Linked DNA regions of Rattus norvegicus: all the other regions are linked to region 2. The links are chromatin contacts, called in public Hi-C maps. All regions are on one chromosome and are shown on one strand. Each heading gives the region's core, a stretch centred on a gene start, on an enhancer-like site or on the middle of the called end of the contact. The rest is flanking DNA. Distances are from core to core; before and after follow the strand shown.

Region 1 (4,165 bases), core at 1,630-4,129, 250 kb before region 2:
TAATTTTGCTTCCTTTTGTATTGATGAGTTCTATGATTTTTTTTTTCCTTGTTGAGATGCCCGGGACTTGCCGTGATTGATAGCACCTCCCCTATTCTTGAACTTAATAAAGATGCAATTAATGTTTGAATATTAAATACATTTAACTAAAGTATCTATGCCTTTGGCCTTTGATAAGTGTTCTCCATCAATTTAGGAACATTTCCTTCTATTCTTAATGTTAGGAGTTGTCAGAAATACTACTTTAATGACTTTTATATATTATATGTAGTTTTCAAAAATATATTAATGCAAGAAATAACTATTAATTCTCCACATATGTCCATCAGGCCTCTGTATGTTATTTCCCTGATAGATTTTCTTTAGTAATGATTGGATGAGTTTCTACTGTATCAGTCAGGTTCTTGTATCAAGTTGAATGATTTGATACTGTTTCCATCTTTTTCAATGGTCTCAGTCTTTGTTTGGAAAATACACTTGTTTTTGGAGACAGGTTAGCCAAGATCGGCATTGATCTTCCTACCTCAGCCTGCTAGTGCTGGGATTAGAGTTGGGCAACAGCTTCTTCTCCTGGACCAATAAACTTCACAAGGGGAATTACACACTTCTCAACAGTTTTTTTTTTTTAGTTCTTTTTTTTTTTTTTCGGAGCTGGGGACCGAACCCAGGGCCTTGCGCTTCCTAGGTAAGCGCTCTACCACTGAGCTAAATCCCCAGCCCCTACTTCTCAACAGTTTAAGGCAAGAAAAGATTTCTCTCAAATGTAAGGGTAGAGCTTTGGGAAGGGGCTGTGGGCAACCTATTTTTAAAGTTGTCTGTCCCCGGTTTCCTTCCCAGTACCTCCCTGACCTGCTCTCAGGCCCAGCAACCCCAGGAGATGGAGACAAGAGGATCAGAAGTTCAAATTTTCTGCTATGCAGTGAGTTCCAGGCCAGGGATACATCCGATCTTCTGCCTTAAAAAAGCAAAACAAAAAACAAAAAAACAAAAGAACAAAAGAACCCCAACAACAATAACAAAACCACCAAATTATTCTTGTATAGAAATATTTGACAAGGGGTTGGGGGGAGTAAAAACCTACAAATCAGGCTTTGGAGGGGCAAATGCTCATTTTCAAAAACTGCTTTCCTCTGACCAGAGGAAAAGGTGCTGTGCAGACCTTTCTTACAGCATTTCCTGAAGGAAATGGAAGGCTGGAATATAAACCCACCATTCTTCCTGGTCCCTTCCAGGAAGTGCAAAGTTTGAAAAGTAAATGCTAGGTGTACAACCCAAAGACATGTTTTCTATCTGCCTTTAATGGTGCCTTATTTTCATTCTAGGGAAAGGCAATTAGGTCCTACCAATAACTGCTTGAACTCTCCGTGTGGAAAATGGTATATTTGAGTCCACTTGTTTTAAAGGCAAACTACTGTTTATTTTGCATAGACCCTGGTACAGGGAAATGAGAATTCTGTCTTTGGAATAACATTAGTAGATAAAATGTTTTATCTACTAATTTATTAGTAGTAAAATGTTTTAATGATTACTCAATTTAAAAACAAATACAAATGGGGGTTGGGGATTTTGCTCAGTGGTCGAACGCTTGCTAGGCAAGGCCCTGGGTTCGGACTCCAGCTCCGGGGGAAAAAAAAAAAAGACAAAAGAAACAAATACATTTCTCTGCCTTTGAGGAAAGCAGGTTTTGGTCGGCAGACCAAATAGTTTTCCCAACAGTTTTCACGACCTAAACGATCCTTTCAGAAGGTGTGTCTCCTGTAGGCTGAGGTTCTTTATTTCCAACACACACACCCATGTTGCAGGGATGCTACGGATGACTTAAAGGTACTAGCACCTAAGACAGGTGCTGGCAGAATTGCACCTCAGGGATCCTTTCTTCATAAAGCAGCGAGCAGAGTTTCAACCTGGACTTGAGGCCCCTAAGAACGTTCTCACACAGTAAGGGACACCTCTTTGGTAACAACACAAAGGCCCAAACTTTAAAATGAGAAGCAATCTATTTAGCTTGGAGAAACCTCAGCTCTCCGCTGTGAAGCCGGAGGGAAGTAATAGGGCACTTCGGGCGATGTTTTCAGTCCTTATTTTAAACAAAGAAGTGGGAGCAGGGAAGCGGCTCAGGACCCACCCAAGGCAACTTGGGCTTCCAGACTGTCTACCTCTAGCCTTCCTCCCCATGCAGTCGCGAGTGTCTAAGGCACCTCTGATCTAGCCTGTCCAGAGGTGGTTCCCGAACCTCGAACCAGTCCACATGCCGGGCAGCCCATCGCCTCACCTGCGGACCGCGAAGGGCGCAGTCGGCGCCCGCCTCGCCGCGGTCCCCGAGTCAGCCGGTAGATACAGTAGCAGGCGCCAGCGCCCAGGACTAGCCCGGCTGCCACCCAGCCCACGTCCCGCGCGCCGCCCATACTGCTGCCACCGAGCTGCAGGGAGCCGGGGTGCCAGGGCCACACGCAGGTGCAGCTGGGCCAGAACCAGCCCAGAGAAAGGAAATGGGGTTGGAGCTCCGCCTTCCGGAAGCCGCCCTGCTGAGGTCGGAAGCCCTCCCACTCTGCTCGTTGCCCTCCCTAGTGCTTGCATCTTTTTCCTGGATCAAGTGGGGGACCGCCCTGCTTGAGTCCCGCCCCCTAGCTCCGCCCCAATACTTTCCAGTCCAGCTATGCCCCGCCTCCCACTTTACTTCGCCCCGCGGGTCCTGTCCTGCCCCTGCCCCTCCCAGCGCTGCCCGCTCCTCCCCGTTCTGTCCGCCCCTCCCCATTCCCCCTGCCCTTCCCCCCCAGGTTCTTTCTTCATCTCCGGATTGGCTGAGACTGTTTGGCTCCTCCTTGGTTGCCAGGCAACGCACCGACGCGTCCCTCCGCTGCAGCGTGGAGCAGTAACCAACAAAACGCAGTAGTTTCTCAGTCCTGCTTCTGACTATGGCTTCACTACGCAACGCCCCCCCCAGGCTAAGGAACTACTTCAAGGACAACTACATTCCTCAAATCTGTGAGGTATTGGAGCTACATAGCCTCTCACACAGAGGGCAAGGGAAGAGACCGGGAGAGGCAAGGAGATTCCCAGAGCTGGAGATAGGAAATAGAGGATGGGGGAGTTGAAGTCTATTTGGGGTAGGTTAGAGAACACCGAAGGGTGACAGTGGCTAAAGCAGGGGCGGAGATGACAAAGGAAGGGGAGGGGGAGGGGGAAAGTGACAATCTCCAGGGGGAAAGAGCACAAGGCCTGGGTTGGAGACCTCAAGTGTCAAGTACTAAGTGCTATTAGGAAGAGAGACGAACAAGAAGTGAGTGGTGAGCCACTTGAAGACAAAAGACTGCAGGGGTTCTGGGTATAAGCATTTCCTCGCTCGTTGTTAGCAGGAGACACAACCTCACAATATACCTTTTTAGAGATCGCCACGCAGGCAACACCCGAGGTGTTGGTTTTAACAAAGACATGAGTTTCGGTGCCAACCTATATAAAGATAAGTTGGTTTCATTAAACTCAGAAACATGTGCTCCAGTAGATAGAGTAGAACACACCTGATCAAGACAATTGTGGACTTCTGAAGGGAGAGTCCAGCTTATGTCTTCACAATGCAGATATAGGTTTCTTTTTTCTTTTTCTTGTGGCTTTCAAGGTTACCTTTCTAAATGTTGCCAAGAAGCCACTACCTCTTTTCTTCTTCTTTTTCTTTTTCTTAAGTAATTCATTCACTTTACATCCCGAACAAAGCCCACCCCCCCTACTTTTCTCTCAGTCTTGTCCTTACAAATCCCTCCCCCAACACTCCCTCCCCTTATCAGAGGAGAACGGGAAGACTTCTCCTCTGATAACTTGGGACATCTAGTCCCAATAGGATTAATACTCCTTTTTTTAAAAAAAAAAAACTGATATCACCCAAGAGTATAGTTTGTAACAAGGTTAGATTAAAAATTGAAGTTTCTTTTTCATTCAGTAACTAAAGTTGTATAGTGGATTTATGAGCAACTTCATTTAGTCCTGAGAGTGGGTAGGCCAGGAATTCAAGGTTATGTGTTGTTTTGACTTATGTCAGCACACCCTAATTACTGGTCTTGTCATCCTTGATTGATTGAGGTGTCTGGGGATACAGCAACTAGCCCCAAGTGAGAGCAGTTTAGTTACTGTCCATTAGGTCCTTATTTAGCAGACTTAAGTCCTTTTTGGT
Region 2 (4,277 bases), core at 590-3,089:
AGATTACTATATTTTGGAGGTATGGTCTCTTATCCATTTAGGCTAGTTGGGAGTTGAGACGAAATAAAGCACAATTAACGGCTGAGCCATTCCAGTCAGCTCCAATCCTAGCCCTGCCTATTGTATTTAAGGTGGAAAGGCATCTAAGAAAGCAAATTTCATAACGCCACCATGCACGGGGCCTTTTGTTTGTTCAGTTACACTGTGTGTCTTCTGATACTTCCTTCATTTCTTCGTCCTCATCTGAAGTGGGGACAAACGCATCCACCCTACTACGTGACAGTGAGGGTTAATAAAAAGAACCTTATAAGAAAGAGGTAAATGGTGCTATTGGTATCAACAGCAACACCACCCTTCAGTTCCAAGAAGAATGAGAGCCTCGAGAAACCTTTCTAGAAAAATATGTGTGCTCAGCGGTTTGCATCTGGGAAATAATGGGACGCAGACACCTAAGAAACGTTTTGCAGGTACCATAATTAATTTTCCCAGGCAGCCTTAAATATGTGTCTTGCTTCAAAGTTTGTTATTCCCAGAGAATTTACTCATGCCTACATGAATACACATACTTTCCTGGGAGCCTGTTGGAAAGCAAGTATTTTTTCCTACGTTAGCTGGACGCCTCTATACATAGAGTTGACTAGGGACCAGAGCCCCAAGATGTGGACTACCAAACCACTGGATAGTTATCAGGAAACCTCAACACTGAACGATGCTAATGGCTGTGACAAAAAAGAACATGGGGCTCCACAATGTAATTAGATTCAGATTGTTCCAATACAAGCTTCCATTCAGTTTTAATTTTCCTCCGGAATCGGGAATCTAACGCTTAAACACTACTCAGGAACCCAGGAGTGTGGCTTTAGAAAAGAGATCCCCGGAAAGGGCCAACTAGGTGAGACGGTATTTTGCGACCCAAACCCGTTTTCACATCACTTGCCAAATTTGACGGGTGCGTTCACCTCCACCGACGCCTCGGGATCAATGTCGTCTGACAGAATGGCCATCTCCTGCAGAGCAGCGTCATACTTGACCTGCAGGCTGTCTAGGCCACGCGTCCCGCTCCCCACGCCGCTCACCGCCACTAGCACGCGGTCGCCGTCCGGGTGCGCGAGGGGATCCAGGGGCCTCACGGACAGGTGGCATGGGAGCCGCGCCCTCAGCCGCCCAAACGGGCTCACCCTCAGCGTCCACTCCCTCAGATCCCCGCGTGCCAGGCCGGCCCCAGGGTTCGCGGGCACCGAGCCCCGCCGCTCGGCCCCACCGGAGCCGCATGTCCGGGTCCCCAGAGCTCCGAACAAGGCGCCCGCCCGCACCCGGGACGCGCAAGGAGGGAGGCGGCCGAACATGCTCTCCCTCGGAACCCTTCAGCCTCGGCTCGCGGGTCCTGAGACAGCCCGAAACACGAGCTGCCTCGGGCCAGTCAGAAAGGCGACCGTAAGCACGGTTCCGCTGAGGAAGAACGAGCCAAGTCCCAGCACAGCACTTAACGACTTAAATCTCAGCCTCAAAACGATGCCGGTAGGAAAATTAAAACGTCAAAGCGTCCTGTTGAAGCCCTGACCCTGACTAGCCACCTATTTCCGCCCCTTTGGCGGAGGCCGTCGGGAGATGTAGTTTTAAAGGAGCCAAACATTGAGGGGTTCTGGTAGCTTTGAAACTACATATCCCATGAGACAATGCGACGAATAGGCAGAGTGACAAGAGCCGATTGGTAGAGAAGTCCCTGTTGCGTTCCTGTTGCTTCAAGCCCATTGGCCAAGAGATCAGAGAAAGAAAAAAAAAAAACCTTAATCTAACTGACCAATGGAAAGGTAATATTTCAGCTGTGTGGTTACTTTGGATACGGAGAACGCGACTCTGGAGAGGGTGGAGTTTTGAAGTGAGACCCCAGAGACCAAAACACACGGAGAAAAATAAGAATCAGGACAAAAAGAAAGGGTAAGAAGCACCATGTTTATAGATGGGAATTAGATTCAAAGTTAGGAATACCCTCTTTAGATGGCTAGAACCAAACATCACCAAACTAATGTGGGTCCCTTGGAATAGAGAATCCCCCTAGCAAGAGAGGATAGACACATTCTGTTGTTTCCTCCCTTCTCAGCCCTTTAAGGAAACTACCTCTTAGAAAATACTAGATTGGAAAAGTGTTAGAATCCTGGCTCTTTCTTAATTGTAAGTGACCTTAGGTCAGTCATTGGTTGCCTTAGGGTCTTAACTGTTTGCATGTAAAATGACGTTTTTCTTGCATCGTGTTAAAGGTTTCTTTTTTCTTTTTTCCCACAAGTATCAAATGAAACAATGGACAACAAAGATGTACGGTCTACAAAACGATTAAAGTATTTTAGGAATGACATATTTCTAAGTTGCTAAGAGATTTGGAGACAATTGAACTTGTTTAGAGAGCAATCTAGAGCTCTTTCCCTGCAACTGATCCTTGGCCTTAGTGATAAAATAAAATCTCTCTCTCTCTCTCTCTCTCTCTCTCTCTCTCTCTCTCTCTCTCTCTCTCCCTCTCTTCCTCCTCTCTAAGATAATAAGACATGTTAGGAGATGTCAGATTATTTTCATGGCCTTAGTTTTGATATATAGACTGTGCTAAATAACTCTAGAAGTTAACTCTTTTCTGTTTATTATTCAGTAGGCAGTAAAGATAATGGAAAATGTGGGCTGTGGACATGATTTCATCCATACTTGCCTACTCTTCTCCCCCTTTCTCCACAGTCTTCAAATAATTCCCTAATTCCCTCACATACAGATTTAACTAATTCTAAGTCTAATGTGGTGGTGTTCACTTGTAGTTTTTCGGAATTTGGGAAGTCTAAGCAGGAGGATCTCAGATCTGAGGTCCACCTGGACTATATACTGAGAGCTCTGTCTCAAATAGAGTACAAAATAAATAAATAAAATGATACCTTTAAAGATTGGAACTCTCAGCCAAACATGTGACCCTCTCAATTCTTGGAACCTAGAATGATAGAGCGATAGGTATAAAGTCCTTGCCAGTGTCCGTGTTATTCTCTTAGTGACGACTATGGTAGTGGTGATGGCACTGTGGCAGCCCAGCCCTTCTGTCAGCCGTCTGAGAAACCCCCTGTCCTTAAGGACTTCCACTGAGGAAAAACCTACTCTTGACTCTGCAGGAAAAAAAATGTTGGGAGAAGCTAGTGTGAAAGAGGGTTGATTCAAAAGAGATTCTAAACACAGGTTTAAGCAGCACCGGGGTTGGTAGGGGTGACTGCTCACTCAGGGAGAGAAAGAGTCATATTCAAGAGCACAGGTGTAAACCTCTCAGGCTCTCTTGAGCTTGCCCTTAAGCGCCTTGGCAGAAGTCTTACAGATTCATTCTTTTAATGACTCTCAAGTTATGCCTCAAAGGATTTCTAGGAAACTTCTTTAAAACCTTTTCCCTCCCCCTTTTCAATAAGTGTGATTATAGGATAGCTCTAGAGATGTCTTGGATTGGATGGCAATGCTAAAATAAAACCATGTGTCACAAGAATTATAAAAGGGATTAAGACATGTCCTTTACTGGAAATAGGGTTTTTGGTAAGATTTCTAGAAAATTCCTGGTGTATAGCTGGGAAAGAAGAAAGGCCACATATGTTTAGGTCTTACATGTGATTCCTTGCTCCTTCAACAACCTAAGTTGGAAATATCACTATAAAAGAGATAGTGACTTTCTATTGGTGACCATCATAGATAATATTGTTTCTGCTGGTGACAAGCACTGCCAGGCTCTAGAATGAAGGCTTCTTTCCTTCCCAGGTCTCCATCGTTTCCTGTGTTTGCCTCCTGCCTCAGGAGGCTATAACACAGATCTCATGATAAGCAGGAGCCCACTCAGTGAGTCACACCATTGGCTTGGGTTCCATGTGGACGTATATACTCAGATTAGTCTTCAAATTAGCTTTTTATGAAAACACAGAGACATACTTTTTGACGTTTGAAAAAGGCACGAGCAAGTTGAAACTGCACTCTGATTTGCTGTGGAAGTGCTGTATATATTTGGACTAAATATGCACCCTTAATAAATTACCCTGTTTCTATAGTAATTTTTCCTTTTCTGAGAAAGATTAAATGAATAGAATTGGCCACTGAGCCATAATGATATCTGTGACATAGTCATTATTCCATCACTTCCGAATAAAGAAACTAAAACTTGTTGAAGAATTACCTTCCTGGTTTTACGAGGTTGGAACCTGGAAATCTGATGGAGAGTAAGAATGGTGTAAGACATTAACGTTACTAACGCCCGACAACCTGACAAGTATCAGATT
Region 3 (4,031 bases), core at 113-2,612, 170 kb after region 2:
CTGGTTATAGGCAAGGATGGTCTCTTCAGGCTGAGGTCAGTTCCCTGTAGAGAAAAGCCACCTTCACGGTTCACTGGGCTGTGTATACAGCTGTTAGGCTTGCTGCTACACCATTTCCAAGTTAAATGTTCGTTACGGTCCCCACACGTATGAAAAACATCCAAGCCCATAAGACAGGAGTAGATAAAAACAGTTTCCTGAGGCCAGCCTTCATGAAGCATGATCAATATCGCCAAGGCCTGGGCCTGGGTATATTCACTGTTCTCCCTCCATTATCACAGAGTAAACCTCCTTGCCTGTGGAGACTTAAACCTCCCAAGACTCCCTCTCTCCTCCATCAAGGGAAGGGGTCCAGCCTACACCCCTTGTTCCCTACACTAGACACTGACTAGGTATTCTCTAATGGACTCTGTCCTTTCCCCTCATGCTAGCTAGCCCCAAGGACAAGGTTCAGGCGCTTATGGTTGGCATGTGGCAGCTGGCTCTAGACTCCAAGATGGTGTCCACCCACAGAACCACACTGCTTATCCAATGACCCATCTTTGCTCCCCTGGGACCAAGCCCAGGGTTAAGACCTGATGTGAACCAAATGGATGGGACATGTAAGTCAAAGTCTCTATGCAATGAGACAGCTGGAGAAGCAGCAGCTCCTGCAAGAGAACACCAAGTGCACCCGGTGGATACAGCCAGGGGCCAGGCTAAGAGATCAGCGCTGAGAGGAGAAGTGGGAAAACCAGAAGACTCCATCAGCAAACACACTCAGAGGCTCACCCTGGAGGTCCTGATACTAAGACAGATATTGAAATGGTATGTAGCAACTGTGACAGGGTGATATTAAGAGCGTTTGCTATCCATGGCACCCTATTATGTGGCTGGGAGTGATTTTCTTGCCAACCCATTGGTTAGGAAGAAAAATGTTACAAGCAAAGCACGGACTTTAACACAGGTCTTTCTTACCGAATGTTTTCATTTCCATGTTAGAAATCACCCTGCAAAAGTTTATTAAGAAAAATGTTAGGTGTTTCCCCCAGTTAGTGTTTATTTTAGTGTTTATCTCTACAACAGAAGCATCATGTTAAAACCTTCGATCCACAGCACCGTGCAGAGATGTCTCCCCTTTAAAGCCCCACAAAACCACTGCAGAAACTGTCCTCTGGCTACCCGAAAACTTTAATCAGTATACCGAGAGGCACACAACCCCAAATCCCAAAGGCCTTCAGAGCCAACAACAGCAGGTTATTTAGAAAATAAGCTCTCAGTTATTGGAAATAACGAAGGCTAAAAACAGAACAGGGGTTGGAATGAGGCCTGCACTTTCAGCCCTCGGCGATGACTCATCCACCCAGAGAAAACGCTTTCAAAATAAGAGCAGGTCCCGCCAACACAGCCCACCAACCGTTCAAACAAAGCGACCTGCTGCGTCTTCCGTTCTCAGAGGTACTCGCTGATAAAAGCCCCCTTGACCGTTTATCCATGACAAGTCGCCAGTTTTAGGCTGAGTGTCTAGAGAGGCATTTCCCGAGAGACACCCCAGCGCCCAGTGGTCTACAGGAAGCCAAGGGCAGCAGTTGACTGAGAGAATACCCTGCGGGCAGCCAACCGGGCCCACGATAGGCAGCCTCTGATCGTACTCACTTCACAGCGTTGTCAAGAATGTTCCTCACGTACATTGTGGACCTCCTTTTTCCCGTTCTCTAGGGGTGAGAACATGTGAGGATTGAGGAAGACTGAATTTTCGTGGATAGCTTTTTCGTTAGTAGCAAGAACAAATAGCAATATAGTTAAGGGTTGGAAACTAATATTATTTCCCACGTAAGAAGAGCAGCTGCTTATTCTCAGAGGACTCAATACGGCAGCAGTGCAGGGGTCCTAGGCATTCCACCTAAGCTCTGTCAATGTTTCTGTCTGATATAGCCACACTACAATACCACAGTCAGGAAATGGATATGGTACACTGTGTGTGTAGTTCTAGGCCATTTCACCATGTGTGTAGCTTTACTACAGTGTACCGCCATGATCAAAACACAGAACTATCTCATTTTCCCAAAGAGCACCCCCTATGACCAATCCCTTTACAGTCTGCCTCATCAACTCTTTCTCCTCCCAACCTCTGGCAAACACTAACTGGGGGAACACCTAACATTTTTCTTAATAAACTTTTAGCTATTCAAGTAACCTAACAATGTCTGAGACGTGATCGTACTCATTACTTTTCTACTATGAGTGAGTCACGTGTCCCTTCTTTCCATTACTCCAGCTTCTCCTCAAAGAACAGGCAGTATAGAGCAGTCCTCCCTGCCCACTGGGTTTCACTGGGGTGATATGCGTGGTGACAGAGGACAGCATGGCCAGCATGGGCCAGCCTTGCGGCTCAGCCTCTGCTGCTAGCCGTGTGTGTGACTCACCTCTTCAGAGATCAGGTTATGCCACTCTCTCCTCACGACGCTGTTGTGGTAGTGCAGGTGAGGCTTGGTGTACTTAATATACTCGAGGTTGGAGTTCAGCTTTGCCCAGTACCCCTTCAAGCTGTAGACCTGGAGACAAAAACAGCATTAGCTTGAAAAGCAGGCACCGTGGTCTCTCCTGTAGTAGGGACCACATCTCGTTCCATGCCTCTCGGGTGTTGGCATTTCTGAGCAACTCCATGTTTCACAGAACAGGGTCACCCATGAGAATTTGCAAATCAAGAGCCTAGCCTCTCTTCTTCTTTTCTCTTCCTGTTTACAATAGAGAGAACTACAGTTCATTTCCCAAAACTAAGGACTTCCGGGTGGGTTTGGCTCTGTACTCAAGGCATTTCCTCCCTAGAGAGCGGTTCTCCTGGCTCGGGTGGTGTCACCACACTGTCCTGTCAGAAATGTGCTTGTAACTGGAACAGGCTCGTTTCCCTTCTAAGCTTATTCACTTCCAAAAACCAGGAATCGAAACGATGACATAAACTCAACTTCCCAATAACTGTTAAATTCTCCCAAACAGAATCAGTTGGTCTTCAGATCTTTGAATTATTAGTTATCATTCTATCTTGAAGAACATAACCGTTTTTAATAAATAAAACACTATGCTAATGTATATTTAATGTTGAAGAATACCGTGATGCTGTCTGTAGACGTGGGAGGGAGTCTGGTGAGCTTTCTCCTGGGATTTCCAGCTTCCTGTGTTCTAGAACAAGAAACTGGACAGGGCACAGGGACAGCAGCAGATGTGGAAACAGTTTACTAAGAAAAGCTCCACGTCCAGGAAAGGAAGCAAGTCAGAGCTGGGAGAGGAGTTGGGAACTCAGTGGCAAACACCGTAGAAAGCTCTAGGGCTTTATCTCCTAGTCTATGAGGCTATTCACGTAGCACAGGCTGTCTCATGTGTGCCCTGCTACACATCGACCTTGGTGACAGCAGCGTTCTTTCCGTTGTACTCTCCTGTCTCACTGGGATCAACTGGTTCTTCTAATATAGTCTTATCAAGATAAATATATCTATAAGTATTTGGCCAGGGCTAGATATATCTGACCTAACTGGTGCTTACTGTGATGACACTCTTAATAGGATTAAAAAAAAATAAGAGAGTTTATGCTCATGGGGTCCCCTCAAAACATAAGCTAGTGCCTTTGTTAGTGGCTACCCTCCAGAAGTTGATGCTAAGCCCTATAGCTGAAAATACTACATATTCAAATCACAGACCATGGAGAAATCGAGGTGGTACAGACCTGGAGACTTCATTCCTATTGGTTGATCACACTATCTGTGTGTACTGGCCAGCTTCCGTACTGTTAGAAGGTGCTAAGCATATTACTAGAGGATAAAAGTACTCATCGATTCTGTGAACTCAGCCACTTACACAGCTCCTCAACACTCAGGGGGGGCAGAAAGGCTGTAAGAGCAAGAGGCGGGTGGGAAAACTACTGTAAAACAATGCTTTCCAGACAGGACGGGGGCTATGCACACGTGACCTCACAGCAGCTGTGAATGCGTGTGCAAAACCTGCACAAGACCAAGCCAGTGGGTACCGGCATGGATGGGGAAGGGGCTTACAAAACG

The links. Hi-C and Micro-C count contacts between places; a contact is called where the count stands out from the background.
Region 1: a contact with region 2 is called in a Hi-C map of the A7r5 cell line, with 3 times the contacts expected there. The contact joins the promoter of Fbxl13 here to the promoter of Ccdc146 in region 2. A contact is called at or near these places in 6 of 12 Hi-C or Micro-C datasets (the A7r5 cell line, Schwann cells, frontal cortex and 3 more).
Region 3: a contact with region 2 is called in a Hi-C map of Schwann cells, with 8 times the contacts expected there. The contact joins the enhancer-like site here to the promoter of Ccdc146 in region 2. A contact is called at or near these places in 10 of 12 Hi-C or Micro-C datasets (the A7r5 cell line, the Rat2 cell line, Schwann cells and 7 more) and 1 of 1 datasets of contacts at active chromatin or transcription factors (oligodendrocytes).

What each region holds. Positions count from the first base shown.
Region 1 is chr4:14,304,252-14,308,416 of GRCr8, forward strand. Fbxl13 (F-box and leucine-rich repeat protein 13) reads left to right here and starts at 2,880. Exons shown (of 18, transcript NM_001103355.1): 1 at 2,880-2,990. The coding sequence starts at 2,916. It overlaps Armc10 (armadillo repeat containing 10), which reads right to left and starts at 2,548. Exons shown (of 6, transcript NM_001106576.2): 1 at 2,273-2,548. The coding sequence starts at 2,405.
Region 2 is chr4:14,553,571-14,557,847 of GRCr8, forward strand. It overlaps Ccdc146 (coiled-coil domain containing 146), which reads left to right and starts at 1,840. Exons shown (of 19, transcript NM_001419502.1): 1 at 1,840-1,938. Fam185a (family with sequence similarity 185, member A) reads right to left here and starts at 1,597. Exons shown (of 8, transcript NM_001395612.1): 1 at 938-1,597. The coding sequence starts at 1,346.
Region 3 is chr4:14,720,824-14,724,854 of GRCr8, forward strand. Gsap (gamma-secretase activating protein) reads right to left here. Exons shown (of 31, transcript NM_001395028.2): 20 at 2,406-2,534; 21 at 1,636-1,694; 22 at 958-989. Among named protein-coding and RNA genes, the nearest start is that of Gsap, 77 kb to the right of the region's middle. Within about 2 kb of position 1,363, at least 16 of the 93 cell types and tissues checked have an H3K27ac peak or open chromatin away from gene starts, as enhancers often do. A contact at or near this core is called in Schwann cells, where this site is marked.